Linked DNA regions of Mus musculus: all the other regions are linked to region 4. The links are chromatin contacts, called in public promoter capture Hi-C and targeted proximity ligation maps. All regions are on one chromosome and are shown on one strand. The core of a region is the stretch at or near the end of the contact, and the rest is flanking DNA. Distances in the headings are between cores, read along the strand shown. Region 1 overlaps Pcgf5 (polycomb group ring finger 5). Region 2 has its middle 9.4 kb from the start of Gm32027. Region 3 holds the start of Ankrd1 (ankyrin repeat domain 1 (cardiac muscle)). Region 4 holds the start of Kif20b (kinesin family member 20B). Region 5 holds the start of Fgfbp3 (fibroblast growth factor binding protein 3). Region 6 holds the start of Hectd2os (Hectd2, opposite strand). Region 7 holds the start of Pcgf5 (polycomb group ring finger 5).

Region 1 (2,700 bases), core at 21-2,520, 1.5 Mb before region 4:
CAAGGGTTCTGTGCCTGTCCAACCTTGGGGCACTCCCTCCGTGGCTGAAGGGGTCTATTAGAAGTGTGCTGGGATGAGAGAGGCATCCAATTCAGTCTCCCCCGAGTCTGAAGAATCTCCAATGACCCTATGCCTCACACACTAAGTCCCGTCTCCACACGTCATGTCTCTTTTTACACCAGATCTCACAGGCCCTGCAGATGCATGCAGAAGGAACATCACCCTATGGTACTCCAGGACTGTGGCTACCTCTATCAGGAGCAACCTATAACAATTTGGATGCTGAAAAAAGCAATTCCATTTGCTTGTGCAGAAAATGGCCACCAGTGTGCTGGTCCTTACAACTCTGAGCTGAGTTCACTAAAGTCTGGCTCCAATTCTTCTCTGCTCCTTGTTAAAGGCTGGAAGCACTTCCAGGCAAAGTGACAGGGGAAGTATTGGAGTAAAAGGATAGAAAATCCCAAAACCAAAACAAAACCAAAAAACCCACAGTTGTGACTTTACCTGCCCATTAGTGCTGAGCTATCCCACAGTTAAGTCAAAGTATGTACCTTGGGAATATGCAAGCCTATGCTTACATCAAACCTGAAAAAGAGCCCATGTGAGCAGGCTACATACTGCTCAAACTGCTTTCTTCCCCACATTTCTGGTACTTTATAAATTAGGGGTCCTCATTACTGAGGTCCCATGACATCCCTAAGTCCAAAAAGGCAGTACCTTCCTCTAAAACAAGGAAGAAGCCTTCTTGGGGAGAAGGATTCCATGTTAAATGGAAAGCCTCCGGGAAAGGAAATACCTAAGAGCTGGTTATCACAACAGGCAGGCAAACCTGAAACAGCAAATGGTGGTATCTGGCTGGCCTAGGCTTCTGGCAGATAGCAACCTCCTGGGTTCTGCTTTGGAGGAACAAGTCCACTGAGGAGTCAGACAGCAAGGAGTCAAAAGCATTCAGCCTTCTAGGAGGCCAGGGAAATAAACCGTCAATATGTGAGGAGAAAAGTGAGAACACTTGTCTTGTCACAAGGCAGTTTCTAAGAACACGCACTCTTACTGCCTGCACCACTCTGCAGCCTGCAGGGCCAGCTGTCTGGGTTTACTGACACCGTGATGCTCCCTTTGGGAGGACTTAACTGTTAACTTTCTCACAATATTGTTACCCACAATGAAGGCTGGTAGAATGAAAGGGAATGAGGGTACAGTTGCAGACTCATCTTAGTCCCGTGTCCTTCAGCACTCAGGGTCAGAGCTAAGGAGCAGCTTCACCTCTCAGGAAACACACATCAACAGGAAGACAGAAAGTGCCAGCCCCCGTGTGCTGGGTGACAGCCAGGCACGAGGTTACCACTGTAATTTATCACTCAGTCAACTGAACCATGGGCTCAGGCTCCCCCTCCTCTGCACACTGAAAGGAGAGCACCTTCCTTCCTGAGTGGCTTTCGGCTTTCCATTGCCCGTCTAGATGTATGCTAGGACACTCCATTTCCAAAGAGGCAGGACTTAAACAGTATGTATCACAAAGCTCACATCTTAATAATGAATTGAGACCCCCATACACGGCAGTAATCAAAAGACTAAGCAAAAGTCCAGATACACTGCTCCTCAGAACATTTGCTTAGTGAATTTATAGTATTCTTTTAAGACATAATGTAAACTAATTTTGTCTCAACCTGGAAACTGGAAGTTTATTAGTTACTAACTAGAAACTAGATGGATAATTTTAATTATTGGGGAAAAGATTACTTTCTTAAAATCCTATGACTCATCTATGAGGTTAAGACTGGGCACATTATCTGTGCACATAGTAACATGGTCATGCTTCACTAAACTGCATCACTCTTTATATTTAAACATGTGTGGGCATGCCCACATGAGGAGCCCAGAGGTATCAAATGCCTTGGAACTGGAGTTACAGCAGTCAGGAGTTACCTGGTCTGGGTTCTGGGAATCAAAATTGGGTCCTCTCCAAGAGGAAGAGTAGTTTTTATGCTGAGTCATCTCTCCAGTCTATTTTCCAAATTTCTAAAATGTGTTTTTATTAGATAAGCTTTCCTTAGACACAAGTCGAAGCTCCCTGTGTTACTAAGTGATCTCACGGCCACTCCTATGTCCCAGAGCAGCAGTTGAGGCTGGCTGGGTACAGCTGACAGCTCACAATCAGAGCTAGCCATATCTCCTATTTAGAGTCACTCAATTTGACATTTCATCTCAAGGGCTAAAGATTAGCAATGTCTCGAGGGCTAAGATGAGTAAGATGAAAAATTCAGGATTCATAAAAATAATAGTTGTTAAGACATACTTTTATTTTTAGTTCAGTAAAATGGTTAACTCAGGAGAACTAAAATAGTGGGAAACGTTTTTTGTTTTTTTGAGACAGGGTTTCTCTGTGTAGCCCTGGCTGTCCTGGAACTCACTCTGTAGACCAGGCTGGCCTCGAACTCAGAAATCCGCCTGCCTCTGCCTCCCGAGTGCTGGGATTAAAGGTGTGCGCCACCACACCTGGCTAGAAACTTTTGTTATTTAAGTGTGAAAAGACTTTAAAAACTGTTTTTTACAAAGTGACAGGTCAGAACTTGAGTTTGGGATGGGAGTGGTCAGCACAGGGCACTGTGATGGCCATATGTCCCGTCATGAGTGCCTCTTACCTGGTACAAAGTGCCATCCTGAGAGCAGACTTGCGAGGCTGAACAGTTCAGACAGCAA
Region 2 (2,700 bases), core at 32-2,531, 1.4 Mb before region 4:
TCCTCCTTCACTCTGTCCCCCCTCCCTCCCTGCCCCCTCCGTCCCTCCTTCCTTTCCTTTTATTTGTTCATTTTTTTTGTACTGTTGGGGGAAATGAACCTTGGGTCATTTGTATAGTAGTCATAGACATATTCTACCATTGAGCTATATTTCCCACCTTTTTTTTGTTGTTTTATTTTGAGATAGAGTCTTACAAAGTTGCTTGGCCTAGCCTTAAACTGTCTCTGTAGCTGAGTGGCTCCTGGGCTAGTCTTAAACTATCTCTGTAGCCAGGTAGCTCCTGAGCTTCCACTCTTCCTGCCTCATCCTCTTCATTAGCTGGGATTATAGGCCCGTACCACTAGGCCCACCTACACTTTCAGGTCTTTATGTGTCAATTAAAATTCAGATCCTGTGTCTAAGACATAGCTGTTGGAAAGTCTAGATACTTATCTTTTAAGTAACTGTCCAAAGGTCCCTGAGGCAGGAATTTAGGAGTCCATATAATATTGGCTGCTGTGATATTGTAGGATCTTTTGCCTTGTGGTCTTCTTCAACCAATAGAAATTGGAATCTAAAAGTGGTTTGTGTTCTGCAAATTGGCAAGGCTGTCTTGATATTTTCTGGCAATGACTTTCCTCGGCCTCTCACTCATTCTTGTTGACTGGGGATCTGTTTCTAGGAGTTCTGAGCTCTACTCTGTTTTTGCACTTATCTCAGATCTTGGCTGTCTTGGCTGCACTATGTTCTTGTTTGTCATGGTACTTCTTACTTCCTTTCTTTTGACAATGGAGTATCATACCTAGCCTCAGTTGGTGGAGCTTAATATCTCCATTGCTATCAGTGAGCTAAATTCTGTAGTAGACTTATATATCGTTAGGTATGGTCCTTGGAAGTACCACTGAGCCATTTAGTGATGCTAGCTGTGACTATTTCACCAGCGCCTTTTCAGTAGCCTTGTAAATAGTATATCCTTTGGCCTCACAGCAAACACCCATTTCTGTAAGCACACATCCCCAAATCTTTAATTTCTTCTTCTCTGTCTTCCGTGGCAATCAGGCGATTCAGTCTCTCAGTGGGAGCCATTCCTTTCTCCAGGCTTCTAGGAGTTACCATGGCAGCAAATTCACATTATTTCCTGGGTTGTCAAATCCTGTTTCTCAATAGAGTGACCCTAAGTAAAAAGCACCAAACCAAACCAAACTAAGCAAACAAACAAACCCCTCTCTTATCCAGACACACATCCTGGTCCTCATAATCAGGCTCCTTGGTCCCCGCTTGCACACCCTGCATGGTGCCCTGTGGTTCCTTTTGGTTAAGCTCACTTCCTTTATCTGGCTGAGCAGATTCCTGGCCAGACTATGCTGACTCAGCCCCGATTGTAGATCTGACATCCAGGAGAAGAGAAAGGAACCATCTGTTGTCTTTTGGAGAAAAGACCCCTGTGATGACTTCCTGGGGATGGCGCTAACTCTTCACATGGAAGGGTGGGCTACCTCTGAAGACTCAGAGGGTTCAGAGATCAGGGAACATCCATCCAAATCTTCGAATTCCATGTGTCAGAGTTTGCAGATTTTGCCAGAGTTTGCAAACTAGACCCCTTTATTTGATTAATGTCCCTGCTTTGAGTTTAAATATTCAGTTGTCTTTAAGGTTTAATAACTGTTAAATCCAGTGACTTTTCTTCACCCACAAGTATTATTGTAGAGACAGTTTTCATATTTTCTTAATTACCAATTACAAATTTTCTTAGTTTTTTTCTTTTCCTCCGACAGGGCATCAATATAGTTGGCAGTAATCATTAAGTGCTATTATTTTTATAGTTATGTCTTTTCTACATTTCAAATGCTTCAATCAGTGTATCCTTTTCTATGCACCATGCCAGACCATCAATGATGGACTTCTAACCAGTGAGTCTGCAACTCATGCTAAGGGATGTCTATGTCTACCTTACCACCAAGGAAGAGGGCCTCAGAACACCTGAGTGGTGAAAAAACTCACTTGTCTATCGTTTTTCTTATCACCTGCTTTCTTGGATTATTTTTGGTACCAACTACTACTCTAAGTTTTCTAGACAGCAGGTGCTGAGATGAAACACAAAAGGGGAAGTTTTGAGTTAGAAACACAAAAGACTTTGGGGGATGTGATAAAGATGAGGGAAAGAGTATACAGTAAAAGAGAAGAGGACAGGAGTTTTCAGACAGAGCCATCAACCTTAGAAGTATCCCAAAGTCGGTCAGCCCCAAGAGTTCCAAAGCAAAGACCACCCACTAGCAGAGTGTAAAGCAGATGAAACCTTCGAAGAACTTCCTTCTTGGTTAGACCTAGAGAGTAAGCCTAATAATATGCAGGGGCTAAGTGGGGCAGTGGTGGTGCATGCCTTTAATCCCAGCAGTTGGGAGGCAGAGGCAGGCAGATTTCTGAGTTCAAGGCCAGTCTGGTCGACAGAGTGAGTTCCAGGACAGCCAGGGCTATACAGAGAAACCCTGTTTCGAAAAACTTAAATAAATAAATAAATAAAATTCAGGGGCTAAGTTAAATTGATTCTGCAGATAAATAATGGCTTTTTAAGTAGAAGTATACCATACAATATTTGAGATTAAAGATAAAAAGAAAAACAGAACAAAACCCATTAAACTTTTCTTCCTTGTCTGCAATGCAAATCTAACCAGGTGTGATGGTTTGCATATGCTCAGCCTAGGGAGTGGTACTATTAGAAGG
Region 3 (2,700 bases), core at 4-2,503, 1.2 Mb before region 4:
CTGAAGATTCTAGAAACACAATTTGCTGGTTGAACAGCTGAAGTGGGGTGGGGGTTCTTACCCCATGTTCATGGAAGGGTGAGTGAGGAGAGACAGATATATGATGGCCAGCATAACAAACATACACAACACCCTAATTAACACTTCCCTCTTCTACTGACACCCCCTTCACTCTCCTCTTTCATAAAAAATAAAAAAAGTATTTTATGTGGCTCTTACGATAGAATCTTTCCTCGAACTATAAAAAGATCTAAATATTTATATTTTTCACATTTTAATATCTTAGCGATGACAAGCCAGAAACAAGTATTTTTGCCTCTCTCAACAGCAAAGCTTGGGGCCTTTTTGTTTCCGTGTTAGGAATAGAACACGAGAGCCCCGTGTATCTAGGCAGATGCTCTATCATTAGCCCATGAGTCTCCAGCCTCAGACGCACATTTTTCTCGGGCTCTCTTAAGCTTTTCCCACAGCATTGGGAAACTTTACTGACAGCATCCAAGTTGTGCTTCTGCTAAGAACTGGACTCACATCTCTCTGTGCATCACTTCGGCCCGTTTTGGGGTAGATCCTCTGATTAGCCTTCAGATTTAGAACACGGTGAGCCTGTGGTGCACTAATTATGGCCAGTGACACCATAGAGTCAAAGTGCATTACTGAATGCTTTCAATTTCTCCTAATGCTGGTACGATGGCATGTCACAGGGCCATTTTAGCTGCAGACATCACTCCAGAGAATTCCAAACAGATAGAGACAAGTGGCACCCAGACCCATCTCCTTCCCCTCGGGCTGATTATCCCCAGAAATAGGATGTCCCAAAGCAACACTTCCCAGCCAACTGGAGTGCTGATAAGTCCAGTTATCAGAAAGATATGGCTGTAAGTGTGATGCACAGTGCTTGCATTTTCTTGATACGTTAGTCATATGAGAGCTGACAAAGAAGGAAAAAGAGCAGCGATGTGGTGCAATATTAACAGGCAGCTGTCCCCTGGCTTCCCGATACGTGGGATGACTCGCATTGCTGAGCGGTGTGGTCACTGCCAAAGGAATGACCCTCTCACATTTCTTCCTGATTCGCATACGCCGCGGCCAGCTTGTCATCTCCCTCTTGGGCTTCCCAGACACTAAGTCTGGAATGAAAATTCACCTGCCTCTGAATTGGCCACTGGTGGGGGCAGGGGTGTGACTTGGCTTCCCAGGCTGGAAGATTATCTCACCCAGCCCTAGCTATATAACGGGCTGGTGTGGAGGGGCTCCACAGGGCCAGTTCCAGGGGTTCATCCACAAGAGAGAAAAACATAGACTCACGGCTGCCAACATGATGGTACTGAGAGTAGAGGAGCTGGTATGTAAAACATCTTTTTTTTTTTTTTTTTTTTAATCTTGGCTTTTATTTGAAAATACAGATGGTTTTTCTTTCTCAGGAATAATGTGGGGTTGGCGTTAGTGACTTCCTAAGAGAAGGTGGTTGAGTGGGTTGAGTGGGTTAAAAGTGAATTTTCATGTGCTAACCTGATGCTCATCTTAATTGTGAGAGGAAGGCAGGCACCTGGGATACCTGGAGCTATGCTCCAGACAGTGCACCGCCTGAAGGTGGCTGTCGCTGGATGGAGAGGAAGGACCTCCTGTGGCATTGTTTGTGGACAGTTACCCCAAGATGGGTAGCTTTGCTTCTGACTTCAACATCTTCTTCACATACAGGTAACAGGCAAAAAGAACAGCAATGGGGCCGCAGGGGAATTCCTTCCTGGGGAGTTCAGAAATGGAGAATATGAAGCTGCTGTTGCTTTGGAGAAGCAAGAGGACCTGAAGACACTTCCGGCCAACAGCGTGAAGCAGGGGGAGGAACAACGGAAAAGCGAGAAACTGCGAGAGGCAGAGGTGAGGACCTCCCACAAAATCCTAGTGGGAGTGGGGTACGGAGGTCCCTGAGGAAGAGGGGAAGAGAGGAGGAAAACAAATAAAAACTGCTCTAAAGATGTCTTTTCACCAGATATGAAGCGCATGATGCAAAGAAGCAGTGCACATGGAAATGACTGGGGGAATTACTTTTGGATTCCTCCTGTGTGGAGGGTTGAATCAATGATTGAATGTGCTATGACCACGTTTTGATCAAAGGACAGACAGATAATGATAACCAGAAAAGCTCCAACATCACACACTGCCTACTCAATTTGAGCCAAGGCGATTTGTTCTTTTTGATAACATTGAGTTGTGGCCCACGGGTCATAGAATAAGCTTGCCATGTTTATTGAAATTTATTTATTGAATTTTTGTAGATTACTAACACAAATTTAGAAGTGCAGCAGTAATCTCCGTTTCAGAGACTCGTGAAGGAGAATGGCATCAGTATTTGTGAATTTATCTGTATTTTCTACCCTTGGTTAAAACATATGTTAGTTTTTGAGAATGAGAAAACAAATTCTATAGAAATCTGGGCTTTATGGTACTAATTACAAAATGATTACTGAGAGACTATGTCGTGCCTCTAACCAATTAGTCAAGGACTAGTTCTACAAGCAAAGGAAGTAAATATGACTTAGATTAAAATTAGACCCCAAATACTTTAATGAAAATAAAATCCCTGAAGTCAGACACTCACTTGAAAGTGCTTTGGATTTCCCATTCTCAGCCCACTCACAGTTTGCTCAGGCTGTGCAGGGTTTGTTCAGGTACCACAATAGTTAGAACTCACTATATATT
Region 4 (2,700 bases), core at 74-2,573:
GTCCTAGCCCAGTAGGATGCAACTCTGGGTACCTGAGGTACCACAGCCAGAATCTCCAATAATAATGATGATGACGACAATGAAAATCACTAACTGACACATCACAAGGTTGAATGTGAATATGGAATAATGCCATCACTGAACTATTAAATCTGAATTGCACATCAAATCCCTATAGGATAAACCTAACCCTCCACCCCCCAAAAAATTAACATTTAAAATTTTCTAAGGGGGCTGGTGAGATGGCTCAGCGGTTGAGAGCACCGACTGCTCCTCCAAAGGTCCTGAGTTCAAATCCCAGCAACCACATGGTGGCTCACAACCATCTGTCACAAAAATCTGATGCCCTCTTCTGGAGTATTTGAAGACAGCTACAGTGTACACACATATAATAAATAAATAAATCTTTAAAAAAATTTTTTTCTAAGAATCTATCACGCCGGGCAGTAGTGGCTCACGCCTTTAATCCTAGCATTTGAGAGGCAGAGGCAGGCGGATTTCAGAGTTCGAGGCCAGCCTGGTCTACAGAGTGAGTTCCTGGACAGCCAGGGCTACACAGAGAAACCCTGTCTCGAAAAATAAAAAGAAAGAAAGAAAGCAAGCATCTACCAGATGCACAATACCAGAGAGAAAAGGTCGCCTCTCTCCTAATTTTTCAAAGAAACAGATTTAACAGTCTAAAGCACCTAGCACCGGGATTCCCTATTTAAGTAGAAAGACAATCATCTAAATTTGTTTACTCTTCACGACAGGCTCAAAATACAGACCAACGGAAGTAGTACTGGACTAAAACTGACTCACTTCAATTTCCTTTATATACACATAAAACCCAAATATGCTTCTTTTCTAGCCACAAAGTAATGTGACATTTTTTTTTAAAAAAAGCCCCCACTGGACTCAACCTAGAAAGAGATCTTGTCACGTGACAAAACAACTGCTCACCTCCCGAATTCAGGCAACCAGACGTGGCAAATCTTTTTGTGTCTAATAAAACTAGTGTCTGTGAATCTAAAGTGTACCTCCTTTACCGGACCAGGAAACCGAGGCCTAGACAGACCGAAGTCTTCCGCCTCAAGGCTTAACTCGCTTAACTCCCTGAAGCTCAGCCCCACCTTCAGCAGCCCCGCACCTAGACTACGGGCATCACGAGCCCCGACAACGCTGACACGGCCGAGGCGTCGCAGCTTCGTGCCCTCTGTGCAAGCAGCCACCCTCGGAGCCCCCAAAATCGTCAGCTCCTCACTTACTGCAATCGCTGGTCCCTGCACGCCTCCCCACCTGCAGAATTCCACTTCCTCCCGGTTTTCAAATTCAAACAATGGCGGCTCGGCGCCGCGCTGAACCCTGGGAGTGGGCGGGGCTTCCGGCGAGCCCTGGGGGCTGGACCCGCTCGCGGCCGAGTTTCGCCCCCGCCTCCGGAAAAGGCTTTCAAGTCTGGGGGGCGGGACTCGGTGCTCCGGGCGACCGATGGGGCAGTAGCAACGCTCGTGGGCTACCTAGCTGGGAGTTTCTCGGGGCCATATTAGGTTTGACCCTAACGATACCTGTTCGGTACTCAGGTCTCAGGTTCCGTCCTAGACCCGCATGATGACGAGCCTTGCTGAGGCCGCTGTCTCCGCACTGCCTCCCGCGATGCCCCCAGGAGCGGAGGAATGGCAAACTATTCCTCCTATTACACCTCAGAGTCCTGTCATTCCCCGGGGCAGAAAGGACTTGCGACCTGGGACCAAGTTAACTCCCCTCTTTAAGTGATTCTTCTTGTCGATGACGGCCCTCTTGGATGAAACACGTTTTCCTCAAAATACATTTTAGGAGCATATCCTTCATCTTTTTATACCCCCTTTTTGATGTTTCTGAAAGCATAAATCAGCTACCGCTGAGAGGCACTGTGCAGTGCCCCAAAATGTAAGTGCCCATGTGTCCTTCTCCGCTTCCCTAAAGTAACCCTCTGAGTGCAGGGCTAATTTACTAATACATTCATATGACGAGAATTTACTATTGAGGCTAGACTTTCACTTTGAATAAAAATAATGCTAACGTAAATTGAGCATTTACCTTATGCTTCCGCTGGCACTACCTTTATAAAATGGATTGTCTGACTGGTGCTAAGAACCCTTTAAAGTAGGTATTGCTACCGTCCCATTTAATACATTCTAAATAAGTAATGGGCACAAACGTAAATGGAGGGTTGGAGAGATGGCTTAGTGGTTAAGAACACTGACCTCTTCCAGAGGTCCTGAGTTCAATTCCCAGCAAACCACATGGTGGTTAACAACCATCTGTAAAGTGATCCAACGCCCTCTTCTGGTGTGTCTGAGGACAGCAACAGTGTACTCATATAAATCTTTTAAAAAACAAAAAAGCCGGATAGTGGCACATGCCTTTAATCCCAGCACTTGGGAGGCAGTGGCAGGCGGATTTCTGAGTTCGAGGCCAGCCTGGTCTACAGAGTGAGTTCCAGGACAGTCAGGACTACACAGAGAAACCCTGTCTCGGGGGGGGGGGGGGAAGAAAAGTAAATGGAACCGGGATTTAAAATCAGTTGAAGAAGTTTTGTTACCTTAGCTTTTCTGTGATCATATTTTCAGCTATTGCACTTAATTAGAAGGATTTTTGGAACACTAGCTTGACAACCTTAGTGTTTTTCGATCTTGATACAGAATTTATATCTCCTACCACTACCCTGCCTCTGACTTCTTT
Region 5 (2,700 bases), core at 184-2,683, 2.0 Mb before region 4:
CAAGGTCACAGTCAGATACACAATAAACTCAAGATCCAAGAGACCCTGTTTTTAAAAAGGGAGTCTTCTAAGATGGCTCAGCAAATTAGAGACTTGCTGCTAAACCTAACCACCTGAGTTGAATCCTTCAATTCTTGAGACTTGCAAGGTGGGAGGAGATAGTAGACTCCTGAAACTTGTCTTCTGACTTCCTCACGTATACTGTAGCATTTGAGCACACACACCAAGTAAACAATAAACAAATGTAAAATTCTCTTTTTATTTTATAAATGTTATATATATATATATATAAACCTTGGGCTGGCGAGATGGCTCAGCGAGTAAGAACTCTCTTCTGATGGTTCTGAGTTCAAATCCCAGCAACCACATGGTGGCTCACAACCACCCATAATGAGACCTGATGCCCTCTTCTGGCACATCTGAAGACAGCTACAGTGTACTTATATATAATAATAAATAAACCTTAAAAAAAAAACAAAACAAAAAAAATTTGCAGGTGGGTGGCGGTGGTGGCGCTTGCTTTTAATCCCAGCACTCGGGAGGCAGAGGCAGGCGGATTTCTGAGTTCGAGGCCAGCCTGATCTACAAAGTGAGTTCCAGGACAGCCAGGGCTACACAAAGAAACCCTGTCTCGAAAAACCAAAAACAAACAAACAAACAACAGCAAAATTAACCCAACCCAAATTCTATCCTCCTACAGAGGCATACAAAGAACAGATTACTACTTAAACATTACACCACTTGAATTTGTATTACTTTTCTACCACAAAGCAAATCATTCCTTTTAGGACCTTTGAGTTCTGAAAAAATATTTAGAACTAATCTATCATATCCCAAATAGTTAAAAACCAAAATGTCCCTACTTGGATGTACTGATGAAAATACAGAACTGAGTGACATGATAAATAGAAAGACTGAAAATAGTGGGGCCTTTGAGATGACTCAGTAGGCAAAGGCACTTGTCACCCCACCGGGCCCTACAAACTGAGTTGGATCTCTGGGGTACACACACACAGAAGAAATACATGCAATGCAAAACGAAAAAAACCAAAACAAAACAAAAAAAAACCTGCAAATAGCATCTGGTTCTGAATATTATTGTTTCATTTCATCTTTCTTAACTATATATAGACCAGATAAATATGTACAAGTTTCAAAAGGAAAGAAAGTTTTGTTAACATTTGTCTTATTTTCAGCGGTGAGAGCAAAATACAGCATTTTATATTTCATGTCACATGGCTGCTTCTATCACTTCCGCGTGCTTCTGCACGCGGGTGTATCTTCTGTGTGTGTTAGCAGTGGCCGAAACCTACTGAGAGAAGTCTGGGAGGGGCATGAAGGGGGAGGCCCCTTCTGTCCCATTGATAACAGGTTCATTCACAGCCGTTTAAAACAGACTAATCCCTTATGCAGTCATTCGCTCTACTCCAATAGGGCCCTTCCACCTCTTCTAGAATTCGGTAAGCTAAAAGTACATGTATCCGATTAATCTGAAATAATTTTGTAGACAGTTTGGTGACGGGTGGAGGGTGTGTGGTTGCGTGATCATTAAACTTCATTTTTCTATTTTAGTGAATGTTAAAAAACGATTCCTTAAACATTAAGTTGTTCCCTTAGGACAGACAGCTCTTTAAAGGGGCTTCTCCCTGCTAACTGAGAACACTGGTTTCGGGAAAGTCCGGTCAGGAGAGTTGGCAGGTTCCTGTGTCCAGGGAGAGGGCTGAGCGGGACTCATCCGTAGCCTTCATTCGCAGATCCTAGGATGCTCCTTGCCTCCTGTTGCCTGCGCTGAGGTCCCAGGAATCCCAGAGTGGCATGGCCAACGCGGGCATGAGTCCTCCGAGGCCGCGGGCGTCGCTCTCCCCGCTGACGCTGCTGTTGCTGCTGGGAGGCTGCCTCCTCTCGGCTGCCGGGAGGGACAAGGGGGCAGCAGGCAGGGAAGTGACCCGGGCCTCCCGACCCACGGTCGGCTCCTCCGGTCGCTTCGTGAGTCCAGAGCAGCACGCGTGCAGCTGGCAGCTCTTGGTACCCGCCCCGGGGACGCCGACTGGCGGAGAGCTGGCCTTGCGCTGCCAGACCCCGGGCGGGGCGAGTCTGCATTGCGCCTACCGCGGGCATCCGGAGCGCTGCGCGGCCACCGGCGCCCGGCGCGCGCACTACTGGAGACGGCTGCTGGGCGCGCTGCGCAGGAGACCACGGCCCTGCCTGGACCCCGCGCCGCTGCCGCCACGCCTGTGCGCCCGCAAGACGGCTGGCTCAGACCTGCACTCGCCCGCTCACCCCAGCCTACCCGCGCGTCCCAGCGAGCCGCCCCGGTCCAGGGCGCGGAGCCCGGCTCGGTCGCGACAGTCGGTGCGGTCCCCAAGCTCCCAGCCGGAAAAGAAGCCCTTGCTAGTGAAGTCCAACTCGGGCGGGAGGAAAGCGGGCTCAGACCCAGTTCCGGAGCCTCCTGCGGCGGCCGGATTCCAACCCAATGGGCTGGACCAGAATGCCGAGCTCACTGAGACCTACTGCACCGAGAAGTGGCATTCCCTTTGCAACTTCTTTGTCAACTTCTGGAATGGCTGAGGCTGCGGGCTGGCAAGGGGCACTAGGGGTAGGTGCTGAGAAGCAGAGGGTAGCGCAGCCGAGGCGGGAGATGTCCTTGGACAGGGAACCGGGATGGAGAATAAGCTAGTCGGCTAGTCGGGATTCCAAAAT
Region 6 (2,700 bases), core at 87-2,586, 1.8 Mb before region 4:
TGCCTCTATGGGACCCAGCATGGATTAATTACTCTCTCTGGGCATTTCTAAAGACCCCTCACTGCAAGGTGGACTTGAATCACCTCCCCGCGGGTTGTTATAGGGAATAGGATTGTAGGAAAATGCTTGGACCACATCGGTTACAACCGCCATGCCCAGTGGAAGCAAGGGATGTGTTAGGGAACTGAGGTCACCTCTCTCCTGGCAATCAGAAGTGGTTTCCCTTTACTGTGTGGCTCCTCCCATTTTTTTGTACAGCACAGTGGGGGGGATGGTTCCTATTCTGACCTGTGGCTAGACCTGGGTGAGCCCTTGGTCTCTCAGCCACAGTTTTCTTGATTATAAGGTGAAAGTAACAATATTTACTGCTTATGATCTTGGGAGAAAGTAAGATTCAGTAATCAGGGCAGTGCCTGGCTCAAAATAATTACCTGCTATTGAGTACACCCCCCTTCTTTTCTCAGACCATATGTTCTGTGTAGGCAGAAATGTTTCCAGATGACCCGTGGCCCAGGGATGGGCCTGAAGCTGGGCCACAGCAGCTAGCAAAAGGAAAAACAAGTCCCCCTTCTTCTCCTGGTTCTCAGTGGATCTCATTTGAAGAGTATAACATTAAGGTTCCATAACAATTTAGAAGATAAACAATCCCAGAATAGGTTCCTACAGCATTAAATAGGGCAGTTTAAAAATGGGTCACTGTGGGGGAAACGCAAACAAACAAAAGCCTCGCCTGTGTTATACAACAGAGGCCCCTGGGGCTTTGTTTGCATGAGAAAGCAGCTCTGGAAAGGTGTACTAAGGATTTCAAACCAAAGGCAGGTAAGTTTGTAGCAAAAATAGTACATAAATCTGCTTATTAAAAAAATAACGTTCCTATAAAAGTTACCGTGGGACTCAGTTTCCCCTTTTCCAGAGTTTGAGAGCTGGGATGCATGCATGGGCCTCACAGGGTTGGATAAAATGTTCCAGGATTTTCATAAACACTGAGATGACACTGGCATTTTAAGCCAGAATAGACCTGGATCTGACTTGATTTAAAGGCATGGTTGGGTTTTCCCAAGTTTTTGTTTTAGTGTTATTTTTCCATCATGTATCAATGGACTTTATTTTGATCAAATCCACACTTTTTCTTTCCCACTAACCCACTAACTCTTTCAGGGTCCCTCTCCTATCCCTTTCCAGGGTAGAATATATGGATATAGATTGTATTTTTTCTCATTTCCCCTGCTGCCCTAGGCTGTCCTCCATCCTTCTGTCTTGTTGCTAATTATCTTGTCCCTCCATTACATCTCTCTCTCCTCCCCCTCACAAGTCACTGCAGCCTACAGCTATGGTCTCTTCCTCTTTGTGCATAGCTTCTGCTGGAATCTTTGCACTCACTCTGCCGGTGACATCGAATGCTATTATTATCTTCTGCGTGCTAGTGAATGAATTAACTCAGCAAGCTCTTCCTGACAGCTGTGATAGCGTGCCAAGCACTGCATTAGGGACTAGGGGTGGGGATGATGAAGGCAGGGGCTGCTCCTGTAGCTGAGATCTGGGGTTGACCTTCGGAGTCAGTGTGAGGAGGTCAGAGGTAAGCATGGCAAAGGGGTTCATGGGTCTGTGACAACAGGTTTCTACTCAGTGGGAGGGGAGGAATGGGTGGGAGGGTTAGGTCGGTTTCTGTGTGGAAGAAGTTGGACTGTTTCTTCAAAGGTTGCCTAGGAAGGGTGAGAGGTTGGGGGCACCAAGGAGATGGTGAGAAAAGCAGTGGACAGGCTAGTGAGAAAAAGCTTGGAGTTTGCTTCCATGTGGCTGAGATATATGGGAGACTGGGCTAGACAGACAGGGCGGAGCACAACCCAACAGAATAACACAACACAACATAACACAGCACAACTGCCAGTATGCCTTTCTCTTTCTGGGAGAAATTCTCTATCTGAATTGGGAACAGGTCCCAGGGTGGCTCATAGGAGGCCAGAAAGGGTACTTACTGACTCTTTTACTGAGAGAGTGACTTGAGGATGCCACAGCAAGAGAGTCTCTGCTTTTGAGATGACTATGGAAGACTAACTATGGCCAGATTAGTAATACCATGTGACACAGACAAGGTGTTGTGGGGCCCTTGGGAAAGAGCACTGACCCTATCTCAGGACCAGGGAAGGTTTCTTCGAGGTGATATAGGCTGATCAGCCATCCTGACTCTTGGAGTTTATACAGTGGAGGAGGAGGCAGAGGAGGAGGGAGGGAAGAGATGAGGGGGAGGAGGAGGAAGTGGAGGAGGGAGGCTGGGGAACTTGGAAGAACAGGGAAGAGTGAAGCCTAGCCAATGTGCAGAAAGATCTCCTGTGCTCCACCTCTCTGAGCTTCAGCCTTCCAGGCCCAAGAAACAAAGCTACAGACTTTGGGGATCCAAGGGACTTTGAAGTAGGCCAGAGAGCAGCCTGAAGAGAGATCTGGCTGGCTGTGTATAGGCCTCTGGTCTCTCTTGGAACATGGGCCTGTTTTGCAAACATAGCAACATGGGCCAAGTACGTGGGTTTTGGCACTAGTTGGGCTGACCCAGCTCACTAAGCAAATAGTGGGGGAGTTTCTTCCTTTTTCCTTTGTAAACTTCAATCTTCTCTGGGCGCATAATTTATAGAATTCCAGAGAACTCCATTTTTGGCTTTCTTCCCAAGAAGGAAAAGCGCCTCACATTTTCCACACACTCGTCCC
Region 7 (2,700 bases), core at 138-2,637, 1.5 Mb before region 4:
ATTCATTCATTCATTCATTCTTATTTTTCTGGGCTGGGTTTCTTATAGCCCAGGTTGGCATACAACTCCTGGTTTAGAGGGGATGACCTTCAATTTCTGATCCTCCTGCCTCCTCCTCCTTTAGCATGCCGGTAATACAGGTGTGACCCACCACTCCCAGTTTGCACTGTGACAGGGATCAAACTCAGGCACAGTGCATGTTAGGCAAGCACTCTACCAAAATTCATTCTTTTTTTCCTCTATTAGTGAGAAAGTTCTAACAGATACCAGCCACAGTTAGTCTCAAGTAGCTATTTATTTCATTGCTTTATTTGTAAGATAAAAATAAGAGCTCCAGCGACCTAGAAAGGCGATGATTAAATGAAATAGTGAACAGTGAAAACTGAAGAAATGTCATTAATTCTTCTTAGAATTTTACTAATCACTAGCTTGTTAGGTTATTTAAAAAGTTTTGCAAATTCCCTACAAGAAAGATGACCTTAGAAAACAATGAAGATGCTGATTTCAGTAGGTTCATCCTACACGAATCTCACTCATTAGGCAGAAACTTTTCCACTACCTTGGCTGTTAACACATAGGCGAGTATAAAATAACTGGAAAAGTCTAGAAGGCATCATTCCAGCAGCACACCCTCACTGTGAACGTTCAGGGTATAAGCTCGGAGCGTCTACTCCTTGGGAAAATAGTGTCAAGGATATGACAGAAAGTGTAATTTAATTAATTGCAATGTCGGGGTTCTGGCCTTCGTGACCTTCAGCAAAGCATTAATATCCTCGCCTGGGTCCCCGCTCCTCTCTCGACTTTCCCTTGCTCCCAGGACTTACGTGAGCGCTCGCTCGAGGCAAACCGGTGGGAAACGCAGTCCCAATCCCAAGCCCAGAGCCCTGTCACCCCGACACGGAAAGGAAGCGAGCGCTTGCGGTGTCGCGCGGCCGGCCGGCGGCAACTTTTCCGCGTCAGCCGGCGCGGGTCCCGGAGGTTCGAGCCCTTCACCGCCGGGCAGGTGCTCGGCTCAGGAGCCGGGGCTACTCGCGCGGGGACCACGGGACAGGACGAGTCTCCGCGGGCCGGCCGCGCCGCCCCCGAGCGCTGCCCCGAAACCCCGCGCGCCCGCCCCGCCCCCGAGCGGCTCCGGCTCCAGCGCCCGGCGCGGCAGGTGTCTGGGGCGCCGCGGCCGCCGGCGCAAACTTGGCGCGCGGCCGGGCCGCCCCCGCGCGGTACCTACCCAGCGGCCGCCGCCGCTCTTCAGCCCGCCGGCGCGCCCGCCTCCGAGCCCGGGAAAGCGAAAGAGAAACAGCGCCCGCCGCGGCCTGTCTGGTCCCCCGCGCCCTGTCCGCCCTCCCCCAGCAGGCGGGAGCGCGCGGGCTCCGCGGGGCCACTCGGCTCTGGCGCGATAGGGCGCGGCGGGCCTCGGGGCCAGGCCGGTGCCGCCTCCAAGGGCAGCTCCACCCACCTCCAACCGCCAGAGCCGCCCGCCTGCCCGCAGGCCACGCCTCTCTCGCCGACCACGCCCCGTCCCCACGCCCTTTCCTCGTGGGCCACGCCCCTTCCCGCCGGCCACGCCCCCAGCCCACGCCCGCCGGCTCGTGCTCCTCCTAGGCGCCTGGGACACCCTGAGTGCCCTGCCCCCCACCCTTGTTGCTCCTGTGTGACACGTAGCTGTGGCCGAATTTTATCTCCGTTCTTATCCTCGCCATCCCTCTCAGGGTTGTTTTCAGTCTTAACAATGACCAGTACGCTTTGCCTGGCCGGTTCAAAAGCAATGGTCAGCGTTGAGCACTGAGTCACCTCACTGAATTTTCTCCTTGGGGCGGTGAGATGGCTCAGCCGGTAAAGGCACTTGAAGCCATGCCTGAGGAGACTTGCTCAGTCCTCAGCATTCAACGGAAGGAGAGAATGGACAGAACGACCCCTGCAAGCTGTTCTCTGACCTCTATAGGTCAGAGGACAAACTCACAAACATTCATATAAATAAATATAACTTAAGACATCGAAGAACAGTTTCATAGGAGGCATTGTTCTCCACACTGGACCCACGAGGCCGTACTGGACATGAAGACACTGGCTTGCAATGAACCTTATTTAGAAATCACCATTGAACTTGTAGCAGTATGATAGGTCTAGCAATCAGAATCACTGACAAATACAGGTAAAGTGGTAAAAATTTATTGCTGTTTGCAAGGTTCAAAACAAACAAAAACCCCAGTGCTCTTTCTAGTGGACTTTGAGACTTCGGAGACACCATTCATTAACAGAAAAGGAGGATTCCTTGAAAGGTGACCTATACTCCTCTCCTACTGCTTTCCCCAAACTCATAAATTCCTACTGAGCATAACTTAGACCCAGTACTTCACTTCTTAGAAGACTATAATCTAGGATCCCTAGGATCCTAGGCAAAGCAAGGTAGCCATCACTTACTAACCAAATATCAAAGGAGAATTCTCCAAAGCGCAAGCTGCAAAGTAACCTTCAATCTTGCACACCAGAAAGAGAATCAGGGCTGCAGTTCCAGCATCTCTTTTGTACGAGCCAGAGCAAAGGTGGCTGAAGAATTCGGAGAGAATGCAGAGCATTCGCTTTATCTCCTCCAGACAGGCAGAACCTCTGGCTAGTGACAGATTGCGGAGGTGACTTCAAGAACAAAACAACAATCCAGGCGTGCACAGGTGTCCAGAGATATACCTCAAATTTAAAATGCAC

The links. Promoter capture Hi-C pulls out the DNA fragments that hold promoters and counts their contacts.
Region 1: a promoter capture Hi-C map of the HPC-7 cell line shows a contact between it and region 4, with 7 times the contacts expected there. A contact is called at or near these places in 13 of 39 promoter capture datasets (the 3T3-L1 cell line, 3T3-L1-derived adipocytes, the C10 cell line and 9 more) and 1 of 130 datasets of targeted methods (astrocytes).
Region 2: a contact with region 4 is called in a targeted proximity ligation map of large pre-B cells, with 4 times the contacts expected there. A contact is called at or near these places in 3 of 39 promoter capture datasets (the 3T3-L1 cell line, hippocampal neurons and liver) and 1 of 130 datasets of targeted methods (large pre-B cells).
Region 3: a promoter capture Hi-C map of the SN4741 cell line shows a contact between it and region 4, with 8 times the contacts expected there. A contact is called at or near these places in 12 of 39 promoter capture datasets (the 3T3-L1 cell line, 3T3-L1-derived adipocytes, the C10 cell line and 9 more), 5 of 130 datasets of targeted methods (the NIH/3T3 cell line, large pre-B cells, pro-B cells and 2 more) and 1 of 9 other capture datasets (embryonic tail).
Region 5: a targeted proximity ligation map of astrocytes shows a contact between it and region 4, with 5 times the contacts expected there. A contact is called at or near these places in 4 of 39 promoter capture datasets (the HPC-7 cell line, cranial neural crest, embryonic stem cells and 1 more) and 3 of 130 datasets of targeted methods (astrocytes, large pre-B cells and stem cell-derived neural progenitor cells).
Region 6: a promoter capture Hi-C map of hippocampal neurons shows a contact between it and region 4, with 6 times the contacts expected there. A contact is called at or near these places in 1 of 39 promoter capture datasets (hippocampal neurons) and 1 of 130 datasets of targeted methods (large pre-B cells).
Region 7: a promoter capture Hi-C map of liver shows a contact between it and region 4, with 6 times the contacts expected there. A contact is called at or near these places in 9 of 39 promoter capture datasets (the 3T3-L1 cell line, the C10 cell line, the SN4741 cell line and 4 more), 2 of 130 datasets of targeted methods (astrocytes and extraembryonic endoderm stem cells) and 3 of 9 other capture datasets (embryonic stem cells, liver and macrophages).

What each region holds. Positions count from the first base shown.
Region 1 is chr19:36,450,566-36,453,265 of GRCm38.p6, reverse strand. Pcgf5 (polycomb group ring finger 5) reads right to left here. Exons shown (of 10, transcript NM_001368691.1): 9 at 2,643-2,700. Among named protein-coding and RNA genes, the nearest start is that of Pcgf5, 42 kb to the right of the region's middle.
Region 2 is chr19:36,272,267-36,274,966 of GRCm38.p6, reverse strand. No RefSeq gene overlaps it. Among named protein-coding and RNA genes, the nearest start is that of Gm32027, 9.4 kb to the right of the region's middle.
Region 3 is chr19:36,118,397-36,121,096 of GRCm38.p6, reverse strand. Ankrd1 (ankyrin repeat domain 1 (cardiac muscle)) reads left to right here and starts at 1,253. Exons shown (of 9, transcript NM_013468.3): 1 at 1,253-1,342; 2 at 1,699-1,878. The coding sequence starts at 1,316.
Region 4 is chr19:34,920,981-34,923,680 of GRCm38.p6, reverse strand. It overlaps Kif20b (kinesin family member 20B), which reads right to left and starts at 1,323. Exons shown (of 32, transcript NM_001362434.1): 1 at 1,248-1,323.
Region 5 is chr19:36,918,332-36,921,031 of GRCm38.p6, reverse strand. Fgfbp3 (fibroblast growth factor binding protein 3) reads left to right here and starts at 1,433. Exons shown (of 2, transcript NM_028263.1): 1 at 1,433-1,460; 2 at 1,755-2,700. The coding sequence starts at 1,816. The coding sequence ends at 2,568.
Region 6 is chr19:36,688,115-36,690,814 of GRCm38.p6, reverse strand. It overlaps Hectd2os (Hectd2, opposite strand), which reads left to right and starts at 1,336. Exons shown (of 5, transcript NR_033510.1): 1 at 1,336-1,576.
Region 7 is chr19:36,408,435-36,411,134 of GRCm38.p6, reverse strand. Pcgf5 (polycomb group ring finger 5) reads right to left here and starts at 1,387. Exons shown (of 10, transcript NM_001368691.1): 1 at 1,226-1,387.